2 separate regions of the Zea mays genome follow, and region 2 is linked to region 1. The links are chromatin contacts, called in public Hi-C maps. All regions are on one chromosome and are shown on one strand. The core of a region is the stretch at or near the end of the contact, and the rest is flanking DNA. Distances in the headings are between cores, read along the strand shown.

The links. A called contact is a pair of places that touch in the nucleus more often than the background predicts.
Region 2: a Hi-C map of ear shows a contact between it and region 1, with 7 times the contacts expected there. The contact joins the promoter of LOC100501866 here to the promoter of LOC103632724 in region 1. A contact is called at or near these places in 8 of 25 Hi-C or Micro-C datasets (bundle sheath, ear, endosperm and 3 more).

What each region holds. Positions count from the first base shown.
Region 1 is chr7:113,582,299-113,589,428 of Zm-B73-REFERENCE-NAM-5.0, forward strand. It overlaps LOC103632724 (plant UBX domain-containing protein 2), which reads right to left and starts at 4,629. Exons shown (of 3, transcript XM_008654466.4): 1 at 3,624-4,629; 2 at 2,388-2,666. The coding sequence starts at 4,424. LOC100383173 reads right to left here. Exons shown (of 2, transcript NM_001175838.1): 2 at 7,002-7,130.
Region 2 is chr7:113,943,565-113,950,694 of Zm-B73-REFERENCE-NAM-5.0, forward strand. LOC100501866 reads left to right here and starts at 3,145. Exons shown (of 2, transcript NM_001196507.2): 1 at 3,145-4,198; 2 at 5,114-5,398. The coding sequence starts at 3,446. The coding sequence ends at 5,146. It overlaps LOC107604626, which reads right to left and starts at 4,245. Exons shown (of 2, transcript NM_001323503.1): 1 at 3,458-4,245; 2 at 1,382-1,865. The coding sequence starts at 4,111. The coding sequence ends at 1,821. It overlaps LOC103632728 (U-box domain-containing protein 35), which reads left to right. Exons shown (of 12, transcript XM_008654469.4): 12 at 1-563. The coding sequence ends at 84.

The DNA of each region.
Region 1 (7,130 bases), core at 3,379-5,878:
TTCTGAAGCCACAGCCACATTTGCAACGCCCAACCCTTATAAATTAAGTTGGGGATCCCTAGACCCCCCAGACTCAGGGGCCTAGTGACCTTCTCCCAAGACACTACAATTACCTCCATTCACCTCCTTTCTGCCCTTCCAAAGAAAAGCCCTTTGAATCTTATCAATAGATTTGATTACCCACTTGGGGACATGCAAGGCAATGAGAAGATAAACTGGGATGGCAGAAAGGACAAACCGGACTAGAGCAGTTCTCCCAGCAAGGTTAAGAAGGGAAGCCTTCCAACTAGGTAACCGGTCTGCAATCTTTTCAACCCAAAACCAGAGATCAGTCCTCCTCAGTTTTTTGTTGGAAATTGGCAGCCCTAGATAAGTACAAGGGAATGAAGCAGCATTACAATGCAGCAGCTACAACAATCTCGCACCAAAGAATCTTCACAATAAATGGGGATGACACAACTTTTTTGCATGTTGGTCTTCAACCCACTAGCTTCTCCAAAACAGTCTAGGATCAATTTGGCACATCTCAAGTCCTCCTCTTGTGGTTTGATAAAGAACACCACATCATCAGCATATAGCGAGAGCCTTGACCTTAGATTAGCAACCCCTAGATCGTCGTGGCATCAAACTACTTCCAAATCTTGGTCAAAGTTAAAGTAGTTTGACTTAGGACAAACCCCCAATTACAATTTGGAACAGAGGGAGTATTAACTGGATGAATTTGATAAGTTGGTCCACCAATATTTTCATCTCCCATAACCATATCGGTAGAAACCCAAAGAATGTGGTCATCCACCAATCTTATAGGATGATGCCATGTTGGACCAATCTAGCATAGGATGAAACAATCCCTCAAACCAAACACCAGAGTTATTATCTGGATCTCCTTCCGCAAATAAATGTCATTTTAGAGTTCACAGTTTCCACTTCCAGGATACAACCAAACCTGGTAATGGTTTGATTAAAACCAGATTGACTGGTTCAGTTTCTTAATTGGGCCTTTATTTATGGTTTGGGTAGAAATGGACTGGAGGGCCTAATGGGCTCGTTCAGTTTGGGTAATAGCTAATTAGCTATGATGGACTGGTTGGGTTTGGAATTGGTTTGAGATGTTCGGGTTAGAAACAGTTTGAAACCATAGTTCGACTAGAACGTTTGATATAGTGGAAAAGTTTTCCCTCGACCCCTTGATGCCTCAACAGCCCATAGTCCAACCACACCGCCATCAGGGCCTCGCGGTCACGTCTTCATTGTTCGCCCTCGACCCCAACTGCTCAGCACCACCCTCAAGATCAGTGCAGGTGGATGTTTCTTGAAGGACATACAGTTTCATGCAAGGTCAGCTTCTTATCTCCTCTATTGCTTATTAAATCATTTTAATGCTTATGCTCTAATCTGTTGATAACATTTGTGGATAATTTTGGCGCATTCCTATTCCTATCTGAGATTTGGGATTCATTTGGATATATGTTTCTTGAGTTATTGATGCGGATCAGACTAGAACTCTGAGTTTAGTCTTCCCATCCACTCTTGAGTATTGAATCATGTTTATCTGCCTTTGTGTCAAAAACAAATCCTTCAGAAAGTTTGTGCATTTAATCTGTCCTTGTTTATCTGTCTTTGTTATTGCGGCAAGGCTGTTGCATTCAATCATGACACCTAAATGGAACATTCTTCTAAGACATTTTGTCCTTCAGAAAACATGTTGAGTGGTTCGGAGTATACTGATTCATTGTTTTTTTTCTTATTATACTAAAAATACTTCTTTATTCTGAGCCTCTTGTTTTGATAATGATTGAATGCTAATACCATACAGTGGAACCTTTTGCGGTTTTTCCTATTGATTGATAATGACTGAGCTCGTGGTATGGCTCTCTGTCTGTTCATAAGGACAGACATGTTGTGCTAGTGTTAAAAATCTGATCAACCTGAACCCACTTGATAGGATTAAAATAGTTCTATATTCGAGCACAAGTTGTTCGATCATAAGATTACCCAGAACCAGCCATGCGTTTAGATACCAACACTGAATAGAACTTGCTGTTACTGCTACAACTAGCAGTTATGTTTTCCAACTTCTTTCGAGCACTCTTTAGTTTTAAGTTTCTCTCATAAGTAATTTATTTCAAATAATCTATAGCTGACTTAGCTCTTTATTAATTTATCTCCGTTGCAGTACTGAGTGTGTAAAGAGTGAAAATTGTCAGTTAAATAATGTAATTGTCACCAAGAATATAATATCAACAAAGTCTATATCAAAACAATATGGATACCAGAAAATGAAGTATATTCAAATGCCACCAAGAATGGAACATCAGCATATTCTGAATCAAGAAAATAATGCTACCGAAAAGCACGACAAATTTTGGAAGAAACAAGCATGGTACCTCATACAGCGAACCGGTGGCCTCCCCTGGTAGGAATATGCCCTGAAGAATCATTCTATCTGGAAACTGAACTCGTATGACTGCTTGTTTATACTTCTGTCGAGCAGCCAATGCGTGCTTCTCCTTGTAAGACTTTGGTATCAGCAACCTAGATTGTTCTAACCTTTCCCTCCTCATCTTTGCTTCATTCCTTATCTCCTCACCACTAAGCTTGTAAAAGGAATCTGGTACATCATTTTGTGGCACAGAACTCCCGGGAACAGAGACAAATACTCGAATCTGTAAATTTGACAATGCATACTGTAATCTTTTGGAGTTCAGTTTAATATCTTATTTGCATTTTGAAGATAGTTCATGGCAGGACAGCAAGCAACAACATAAACATATCATACAATGTACCAAAATAAATATCAGAAATGATCAATGACATTGTAAACATGAATATCAGAAAACTAAAAGGAGGCCATATGTATTAGTCAGTCCTGTCTGTGTATTTCTTTTTTTTTCTAAAACGCGCAGGAGAACTGCGCATTAAATATATTAAGAGGACAGAAAAAGGTCTAAAATAGATCTAAACATCCAAAGAAAAACCACCTTACGGTGGCCAAAAACGAAAATACACAAAATGATCCATCTAGAAAAAAACGACTAGGAGCCGCCAAAAACTAAGTCCAAAATGTGCGCAGACCTCCCGCGCCTGCCAGACACCACCGATGAGTGTCGTCTTTGATGTTTTGAATAGTCTGACTGCTGCGAGGAGTAGCCCCCTCGAACGCACATTCATTCCGTTGTTTCCACAACCACCATGCCACCAGCACAACAAGGGAATTGATCCCTCTGCGCTGTACAGCAGGGATCTTTTTCTGATATCCCTTAATTTATAGTTATTGTCCCACTAATACCTCAAGAAATGGTTACACATTTGGTAAGACATACGATCTTCCAGGTACATGCCTTTACAATCTTGCACTGTTCTACACTTCTATGTTTATGCTAACAGCAAATTTTTTGAGATAATAGTTCAAAAGGTGAAATATGTTATAACTGACTATTATTTCCTAAGTCCTAATGAAGCTAGCTAACAGCGCAACGAAACAAGCATAAAATTGGCAGTTCATGTAAAAATGGCATGACATAAGTAAATCAACCAACCATACTGTGCTGATTGATGGTAATGAAAGCTTTGTGTTAGCCAACCAATTAAAGGCCTTATTATCAACGGAACCCTCTTCTTACCTGCCGATCAATTGTCATAGCACCGTCCTGCAGCACATCAGGCACATTGCTGCAACTCTCCTTGGCCTCAGCCTCCACCTTCCCTGGAGCCGCAGAGGAGTGTGCCCCCTCGAGCAGGAGGAGGGCCCTCCTGATACCGTTGAGCCTGGCGTCGCTGGGCACTTCGTCCATCACGGCGAAGGGCTCCCCGCCCTCATCCCCGACCCTGAACCCGACGGCCTCCAGGAGCTCCGCGCCGCCTTCTCTGTCCGCCACGGCCTCCTTGATCCGCGGGTTGCCCAGCCTCACCCGCCTGAACTTGTCGTTGCTGGGCTCCCGGAGCAGGTTGCCCAGCAGGCGTTTGACCACTTCAACGGCAGCGGGCGGCGGGGGTGGGTCGGCAGCGAGGTACGCGGCGGCGCGCGCGCGGGCGCCCCCCGCGGACGCGAGGCAGCCGTCGAGGTGCTCGGTGACGGCAAGCTCGGAAGGGAACGCGTCTTCGCAGCTGGGGCACGCGATAGTGGCGGCGGCCGCGGTGCCATTCGCGACGGAGCGGCGGGAGGAGGAGGAGGAGGAGGAGACGAGGGGCGTGTACGGGGTGAAATCGGTGGTTGAAGTGGGCGGGGGAGGTGGCGAGGGCCGCTTAGGGGCAGGCTTGGGGTTTGCGCTAGGGTCTGAGGGGCGGGAAGCGGGGTGGGAGGAGGAGGAGGAGGGGGAGGGGCCGGAGCCGAGGACGTGGGAGGTGCCCTTGAATGAGGACGGGGTCCCAGAGCCGGAGGAGGTGATCTTCTTCATGAAACCCTTCATCTTGTCCTTCATCATGGCGCTGGAGGCGGAGGAAGCGTAGGCGGCCGCGAACAGATGAGATTGGAGCGTGGATGCGTTCACGCGGAGTGGACGACTTGGTGGTGGATGTTGTCGCCGCGGGGACGAAGCAAACGAGGAAGAACGAAGTAGCAATAAAGGCGAGAGCAGCAGCAGTGGAGAAGCAGCTTGTGGAATCGTTTGTTTGTGCGGTTGTACTCATGGAGTAGCTTCGAAGGCATCTTCTCTCCTGACCTGACTGTATGGCGGGCCGCAATACCTTGCTCGACTGCACGGGCTGGTGCACTGTCAAAGCCCGGTAGTGGCATGGGAACCAAAATGGGCCTCTAGCGTTTCTCACGCGTCGGGATTCGGAAGCCATGGCGGCATGCCACTGAACAGAAGCAGCAATGCCATTCACAGTTTCACACCTAAAACCGTGTTCAGCAGTTATGTCTCAAAACATTGTTTTGTATTATATACTGCACTGTTCACATACAAGGTTGTCCCTACGTCATGTTTAGGACACGTGCAGGGTGGTATCATCATACATTAGTCAGCTAGGACGCTCAAAACCAGGCCCGACCCTGAGTAGGTGCGAGTGGTGCTGCTGCACCAGGCCTCCAAAAATCAGAGGGCATCTACATACAACCTACTATATGTCATATATATTAGTCTATAGTTTGGCCCAAAAATCTATTAATCAGGTATGCAATCAATCACTCATGCTCTAGTGCCTTCTCCTTGACCGCTCAACGTTTCTATGCCTCCAGGCGAGTAGTTCGCACGCACATGCGGCAGACGGCCAGTGACCGCTCCCGAGTCACGAATTGTTGGCCCTCGCCCTCCACACATCAATTGCTCCCTCTGCCCCGCAAACACTCGGATAAGCAAACCGATCGCCGCCCACCCTAGGCCTATCGTCGCGCTTCAGTTGTAAAGAATGGAACTCCAAACTAGTCCCTAAATCCTAATAGAATGTTCTTGTGTTTCTGATTGTATCAAATTCGATTTGACTTTAAGGACATCATCCTAATGTTTTTATTGCTTCTTTGAATCCTATTGACTACGCCTTGACTGCCGCATAAGCTAAAAAAAACTTTTCTAAGTTGAAGCTATTGAATAACTATTTGAGGTCACTAATGTACTAAGAAATATTAAATGGTTTGGTCTTTGGCAACCTTTTGCATTGAGAAGCACCTGTTGGATGGTATTGATACTGACTCTATCATCACTGACTTTGCATCTAGGAATGTTAGAAGAAACTTTTAAATGACCTCCGTGTTATAATTTTGTCAGTATTATAGTTGCAATTGTGTATAATCTTGTTATGTTTATTGTCAATGGGCCCCTATTTTTGTCCCGTCCAGGGCCTCCAAATTCTCAGGGCCGGCCATGCTCAAAACCCTTGTCAAAAAAAGACACTCAAACCTGAAAAAACACAATATTGTATCCGTGTGAAAAATGTTTCAGATAATATATCTCTAATACTACAGCTGTCCAAAAGAAACAAGCTATCGCAAGCATTATAACTAACGGGTTAATTCTGACAAATGGTTAGCTTCCGGTTCAAAGACAGTGGAAATAAAATTCTATTTCCATTAAACATGTTCTTCTGAAGTTGTGATAGTAAAGGCACTTGCCAAACAATCATATCACATATCCATTGAACACATGCTTAAAATAACAATTGTAAGCACACCCAGACAATCCAAATTGACGCAATGCTGACTATTTAGGATGAACTATAGGTAAAAAAAAATAAGTGATAAGTGATAACTATACTACTAGAGTTCTAGTTCATTTTCCAACAGATACATACAAACCTCTCCTACCAAAATAACATGTATGCTTTAATGATCCTGAACAAAGCAGCAGTACAACCTTACTATCATAGTTCAGCAATTAGCACAAGGCTTTTAAAAAAATAGAGTCAAGCCACCATGCTAGAACAATGTGGCAACTGGCAATATTTTGACAAGCCGTCCAGCACATCTTAGTAACACTGAAGTCAAACTGATAGCTCAAATCATTGACAACAAAAACTAAATTATTCTCTACACTGTCATGTACCAATCCAACCATGGTACAAAAGTATGAAACTACCACAAATCGTATTGTATCAGACTGCAATCAACCATGCTGTGACACCTAGACTAATTAAGGGCACTCAAACACGGAAAAACTTCAAGATACATACCAAAGCTTTTTTTTTGTTAGTACCATTGTTAAGAAAATGATCAACTTCCAGTTCACAAGCAAATGTAAAAAAATACTTTCACATAACACGGTTGTGTGATAGTAATGGCAACTAACAACCAAATCACTTATTCATTGAACTGAGCGTCAAGGATGAACTTAGAAAATAATGTTTATTTACATTAAAAAATTTAAGTCAACATCCATCTGACACATAACAGATAAGCTCTAAGCAATTCCTATAAACCACCCTTAAGATAAGTAGATAACATGTATACCTTGATGATGAAAAGATAAACGAATTCCATACAGAGGTGCAAGTAACAACTCAAATAGTTGACGGATAATGCTAAGATGGAATTAACACGCAACAATGAGAAGAAAATAGCAATGATTAAGTCAAGTCTTCAGCAGCAGTCAACTATTACGCATCATCCGCCATTCAATGTACAGAAACCATCCAGATTATTGAGGAGCCATTGGCAATTTTGCCATTATCATTTGTGGGCTTCGCCAGTATGCCAT
Region 2 (7,130 bases), core at 1,895-4,394, 360 kb after region 1:
AAAAACTTGGTGCCCAATCTTGCCCTGATATGCCTGATCAATTCTTGGAAGGGAGAGGTAGGAGCTACTGGGCCCATTCGCTGAGCTTTACTACCCAAGGATATCGCATTAGAAGCTAATGCTGTACAGGTTTGTCTTGATAACCTCCATACACTGTAGATACCGTGATCGGGTGAGTTCTCTGTAAGTAGCAGTTTTGCAGCATCTCTTAGATAGTACAGTGTGATAGATCCTGAAGGTTACTTCATGCTTAGCCCCAATTATAGGTCTGAATCCGTAGAATACCACAGAGACACAGACCCTTTAGGGCTTGTTCGTTTCTACCCCAATCCATATGTATTGAGGGGGATTGAGGGGGTTTCAATCCCTAGTAATTCAAAATCCCTTCCAATCCGTATCAATCTCCTTCAATCCATATGGATTGAAAATAACCGAACAAGCCCTTAAAGGATTTGATTAGGGTACCCATAGTTATTCGATATCCCGTGGCCTACGACGGTTTCTGTACCTTTCAGAAATGATGAAGATGCACATGTCCTACGATGGTTTATGTACCCTTTTTACAGTTTGTTTGGACCAACAATAGTGGCTAGGCGGGCCTAAACACCGGTGGGGCCTCAATGCACTTCCTCGAAGGGCCTCCCGCTTCGCTTATCTGTAGCCTGCACCTGCAGCGCCACTGACCCGTTGTTTCCTCCTCCCGTGCAGGAGAGGAATTGTCATCACATCATATCATCGTTTTTTTTTCTCTTAGAGCTAGTTTGGGAATCATATTATCCCAAGGGATTTTTATTTTCCCAATGGAAATTAGTTCATTTTCCCTTGGAAAAATAAGAATCTCTTGAGAAAATTGAGCTTCCAAACTAGCCCTTACATTTAATATAATCACGCATTAGCTGAACCAGCCATATTCCCCATTTTCTTGTGCCGGCGCCTGCTGCCGACTTTGGTGCACCAGCAGCAGCGCCACCACCACCAACCACCACCCGCTGTGTCCAAAAAGACAGGATCGATGAGGATCGAACGATTGGACGGCGATAGCCGTGGGCGGCCGTGGCGGAAAGGCGGCGCCGCGCCGGATAAAGCGACATGCGATTGTGTCGCGGGCCTTGTGTGTGGTCGCATGCATGCGCCGCACATGCGCGCGTGGCGACGGGTCGGCGTCGTCGTAGCAGTCTAGCGTAGCAGTGCGGCGTGGTGGTGGACTGGACGACTGGTGGTGGTGGTGCGCATCAACTTTCGTCACCGGCGCGGCCAGATTTATACCTGACGTCGCAGTTTGGAGAATCAGAAGCACCACCGGTCAAAAGGGGGCGGCGTACAAAACACATGCGTACGACAAGGTAAATAGCACCCATAAGCGCACTGGAAAGCAGTGAGTAAACTGAGAAAGAAACGTGGCTAGTTATAAATATACAAACATAGAATATATACATTCTGATTCAGTGTTTCATTCACACTGACCCTCTGATCAAGGTGGCTGTACATGCCCCATGTATATCACACCAGTACGGTACATATTGCTAGCATATTTTTCTTCGTCATTTTTTTTGCTTTCCTAATTAACTACTACAGTGCTATACTGCTACGTTTCCATACCTATGAAAACAGAGAACGAAGACTGAAGTACGTAGATGGCGACTGGCCTAAGACTTAGGACGCGATGAGAATTGCTGGGGAGATTAGATAGGAAGCCAGAGCGGCTTCTCATGTTCCAGATAACCCCAGCAACCCATGCATCTTGCCGATGAACAAGCGATCAAGCAGGGGAAGAGAGAGAAAAAAAAAACAGGAGTACTCGATCTCAAGGCTTCCGCTTGTCATCCGATGATCTCGTCTGGGACTGCCTTGAACCTTGTTCGCTTCTGCAACAAGGGGACAGGGAAAAAAAATCCAGAATGTGAAATCAGGTTAACAGTAAGCTAAGAAAGCACGATCGACGCCTTGCATGTGTAAACAGATGCACAGAAAGGCATCGTTTGATTTGGTGTAGTCGGAGTGACTGGGGCCGGGACGGGTCGTTGGAAATTAAAGCCCTTTGACAAACCAACGGTTTCCCTTGAAAAGAAAGCGTTGCGACCGTGAACCAAATCACTAATCTTATGTATTATCGGTACTCGATCTCTCCCTTCCTTTTCTAACACCAAGCAAAGTCGTGCTACCAGAAAAAAGAAGAAAAAAAAGAAGCAAAGCTGCAGTCCACGATTGTCCTTCAATTTGTCCGTGTTGCTAAATAGCGACTTATATAGCTCGACGTCAGGAGGTAGTAAACGCTGCAAGGACTGACCGTGTCCCTTGAGGATTTGTTTTGTTTATCGCGATTTGACTGAACTAATCGGGTTCACTAATAACTCCTACCAACTCTCTATTAGGGCGGCCCCTTTCATTACTAGGAAAGCAAAGAGGAGATGAGGAGCAAACACTATTTTAAGGCACCGTGATGTGCAGTCCCATCTCTTTGGAAATAGTGGTGCACGTGTCTTTTTATTTGGCAACCACACACACTAGCCTCATCTTTTACCCCACCGTACCACGTTATACATGTACCATTCGTAAGCGTAGTGAAATAAAAATTACATGCAGTAGAAGTAATGAAAGACATGAGGAAGATGATGGCATGCCTACGTCTGAAAACGTCACCTGGCCGGAGGGGGTAGGGTGGGCCAGACCATGTGAACTCTCGTCACCAATCGTAACATGAATGATAATCCCAAGGGGCCCGGACGGGACGGGGACGAGAAATTTGCTGTTTTGCCACTCTCAAATTTGGCTGCCTGTTATTATGCCATCCCGTGTCTATGACTGGTGGGACCGTCTGTGTCTATGATTTGTGGGTCCGATGGCATACTGGCGAAGCCCACAAATGATAATGGCAAAATTGCCAATGGCTCGGACGGGGACACGGGGGTTAGTCTAACACAGACGCGGAATCTTAGGCACATGCAGGGGCGATTAGCCGGACGCGTGTGGTCGCCCTCATGCGACGTGGACCCCATTAGCAAGCAAGCAAGCTTACGCGCTGGGCTATCTAGTTGACATGTAGTACAAGGAGGGCTGGCATGCACGCACGACGCTGGATTTGTTAAGTGCAGTGAGTACCTACTACAAAAACAAAGCTGAGCACGAGAGTGAAGCCACAGCCCATCCGATCCGTTCCATTGTCGTCGTCTTCCAATTTCCAAACGAGCTGAGCGCCCATAAGTTTCCTATTGATTTTGCGTCGCAACAGTACGTTGCACGATCGCGATGCGCCGTCGTCTTTGCGCATTTGGTTTTGCCCGTGTCCTACTCCTAGCTAAGTCCAACTAGTGTCACGGGACGGCTTCGGGATAATGATTGGTTAATTGTTCCCTATAACCAGCTCTATAGGTGGCCTTGCAGTTGTGTGTTTAAGCTGCAACTCGATCAGAGGAGTTGTTGTTGCAAGGGAAGGGATCATGCATGCATGCCCACTCACCTCTTTCTTCAACGCCGGCGCTGGAGCCGCCGCCGGCGCCGGGTTCTTGCCGGACATCAGCGCGGAGGGCGGCGGCGCTGCGACGACGCCCTGGTCCCTGGCCACGCACAGCTGCATGATCCGCTCGGCGGCCTCGGCGGGGTCCCGGCTCTCCTGCATCAGCCGCGCCACGTCGGCCTTGGGCAGGCGCATGCGCAGCCGCACCGCGCCGTCGGCGCCCACCTCCACGGACGACGGCGGCGACGGCGACGGCGACGCGGCGGCGAGGCGCGCGGCGGCGGGCGGCGGCAGGATGGACGACACGTCCGAGACGGTGCGCCGGGACAGCATCAGGCCCTCCAGGCGCTCGCGGGCGCCCACGCGCAGCGCGCCCGACCACGTCTTGCGCGGCGCGCGCGGGTCGTCGCCGTCCCCGGCGCCGCCGCGGGGGATCTGCACCAGGAAGTAGAGCTTCCCGGGCTTGAGCGGCGCGTCGCGGTCCAGCGGGCGCGCGCGCACGCCCAGCCGCCGCACCTCCTCCGACTCCAGGAGCTGGTGGCCCGGGTGGCCGCGCAGCGCCGCGCACGCCGCCGCGGGGGTCTTGTAGCGGAACGTGGCGCCGTCCACCGTCATCACCTTGGCCGCGCGCCGCCTGCCCGCCAGAGCGTTGCCCATGGCGCGGTGGCGTGGCCGCACGCCGCGCGCCCGCAGGCCTTCGGGTGTTGCTTTGCTAGCGACGAGGAGATGCTAGCTGCTGGGGAGGTGGGGTTAATAACGTACGTAGTATAGTACGTGGGGGTTTGGAGGACTAGCTGAGAGAGAGGGAAAGGAAAGAGAGGCGAGCAGGTCAGTTATAAAAGCTTGTCCGCTGCGCTTGGGCCTTGGGGGGCCTCTCCATCGAGTTTGGTGCCAACAAATCTCCATCGTCCTGTCTCTTCCGATGGGCGATGCGGCACAGAAAACGGATGCCCGTGTTTTCTTAACCTCTGCTGATAAATCCGAGCCGTCGGATCTCGATCCAACGATCGACGCAAGTTTCCACACAAATACCGGTTCTCCCGCGCGCCGCGCGTATCTTGGTGCGTGTAAGCCCCTCTCTGGTCAGTCTTGGTTACCTACAACTGCAATGCAACTGCTGGTCCGACCGTTTCTTACTTCCTCCAGGTTTCGAGCAAGATAAGTAGGTTTTCCTTGACCAGTTAATTAACTACGCAAACTAAGATTGATCAAGGCAGATTATTCTAGCTACTAGGCCGTGTCTTCATTTGGTCCAGGTCTCCGTGTGTCGTTGCATTGCATTGCACGCACACCGATGTTTCCTCTGAAAACTTCATTTTATCAGTTTGGTCGCTCGCAAATTTAGCCCCTAAATTTAGCTAGCTTAGCTGACCTCTCGCCTGTTCTGTACGTATATATGCAGCACCTAGCTACCATGCACACAGAATTATACGCGCGGTGGTCGGTTGGTCGGTGCGTATGTTAGGTACGTACTAGACTCTAGAGGTATGAAGAGGATTATGCCCTAGTGTGTACACACACGCATATATGAAACGGCCAGGTTTTTTTTTCTTGCCGCTGTTATTAACTTCCCTTTTTTTCTCATTTGCCTTTCGTGCTTTTTCAGTGCTGGGCCGGTCCCCCGATTTCACCCTTTTTCTTTTCTTTTTTCTTTCTCAGGAACAAGTGACGGCCTTCTTCCAGAAACGATGATGGGAAAACGAGAGAAGATCGAGATCGGGACTGGGCAACTAACCGACCACTACAACGCCCGTATCGCCAACGTCGTAGTACCATGTATCATCGTCCTTTATTGCAATCATCATCAGTCATGATGGAACACGCGCACGGTGTTGTGTGTGCGCGCGCGAATCGCGATATCAACATAATTAGGGCTGATTTGTAGGAGAGAAATCTCCTTACAATTCAATTTTAAATAACAAGGGGATTCCTTCTTATGGATTCCCTCGGAATCCCTTACCACCAAATCAGGCCTTAAGCAGATCTAAAACCATACACACCGGAATAATATATACTAATATAGCAGTACTCACTCTGTTCATAAATATATGATACCGTTGATTTTTTTTAACTTTAACAACTCGTCTCATATTCAAAACAATGAATTATCATTTATTTTTTTATTTGTTTTATCGATTAAGGTAGTTTATGCTTGATTTAAAATTTTATATTTTTAAATAAATATTTTGATTAAGACAAGTGAATCAAAGTTTTCAAAAATAAAAAAAATCAACGGTGTCATATATTTATGTATATAGTTTGTGGGTGGTTGCATATGGATGGATGGTCAAAGAAAAGCTAGCTGTGGTATAAACTAATTAAGCCGAGCTAGGCCGGAAAGCCGGATTTGTAGCATGCATGCATGCATGCCGGCGCGCGCATGATTTCAGGGGATCTTGCCGGTGCAGGCGCGCGCACACACGCTGAACGCAACGTGCGTTTGAAGTAACTGTGTAAACTAAACAGCTAGCGACGCCCAAATGGCGGACGAACGGTGGTGCGCTGACTGCCGTAGCAGTATAGCAGGCTAGCAGCATATCAGGCCCCTGGCGTTCTTTTTTAGTCGTCGGTGCCTCGGTGCTCGGTGGTGGTGTAGTGAATTGACGCGCGAGCGACAAGTATTCGACAATCCCTCAGTTTCATTTTAGTTGTCGCTGGATAGTACAAAATTAAACTATCCAGCGACAACTAAAAAGAAACGAAGGAAGTACTATGTAGCTAATAATCTATGTATCATACTATCATCATCGATCTTGCGGTAGCTATAGCTAGACAGTCACCGGCTCTGTCCCGTTCCGTAGCATGAAAATAGTTAGTCTCCAAATTAAGCTGATTAATAATTGAGAGGTACTAGTGTTTATTAGCTGGGCGTGCTCGTTGCTAATTAGCTTGCTGACAAGCAAGCAGCCCCACGAGTCACGGGAGCGCGCGCCAGCCCGTGATGCCCGTAGGTACGTACGTCCATGCAGCATGTGCCACGTCGGCGGGCGACGACATCTCTCTGATCCATCTCTGCTTCCCTGTCTGTCCGTTCATCGCTAGCAGCTGCTTTGTACAATAGAGTATTGCTAGCTACACCTGCGAGTTTACAAGCGATATCTGACTAAGGGATCGTGGAACAAGTAGAAAAAAGAAGCAGGTTTATTTTCTCAGGGCGCCGACCGTACGTGGTTCAGAGAATGGTGGGCATGCTGGGCGGCTTAGCTGCTGTTTCTATAGTTTATTCTCTTTTTTTTTTTACGTTTGCTTTCGTTTTGGCTTAAAAACTGCTGCTAGTGCTACCCTATAGACTATACTACCCCCGAGCATTTTTGCGGGCAGACAGCATTTACCGGGCAATATATATAAGACTACGTTCAATGGTCCCCGCCAACCTTCCCCTCCCTTGCCGTGGCGAATACAGTTCCACGTGAGCGTGTTCACCGGTCACCTCTACAATTGCTACAGTACTAGCGGTGAGCATACTACAGCGCCAGAAAAATGGTAGCGTTGTGCTGCCCCCTTGCCTTGATTTCGGTGCATATATGTATTTGATAGTTGAGAAAAAATGGTAATAGATGATGAATAGATAGGGGAAATAATATTTTATGGATGTGGTGGGGTATAGAGGTTTGATATAGGGGGAACCGCTGTAGATCGTAGAGATATAGGGGGAAAGAGAACGCTAACGCGTCAC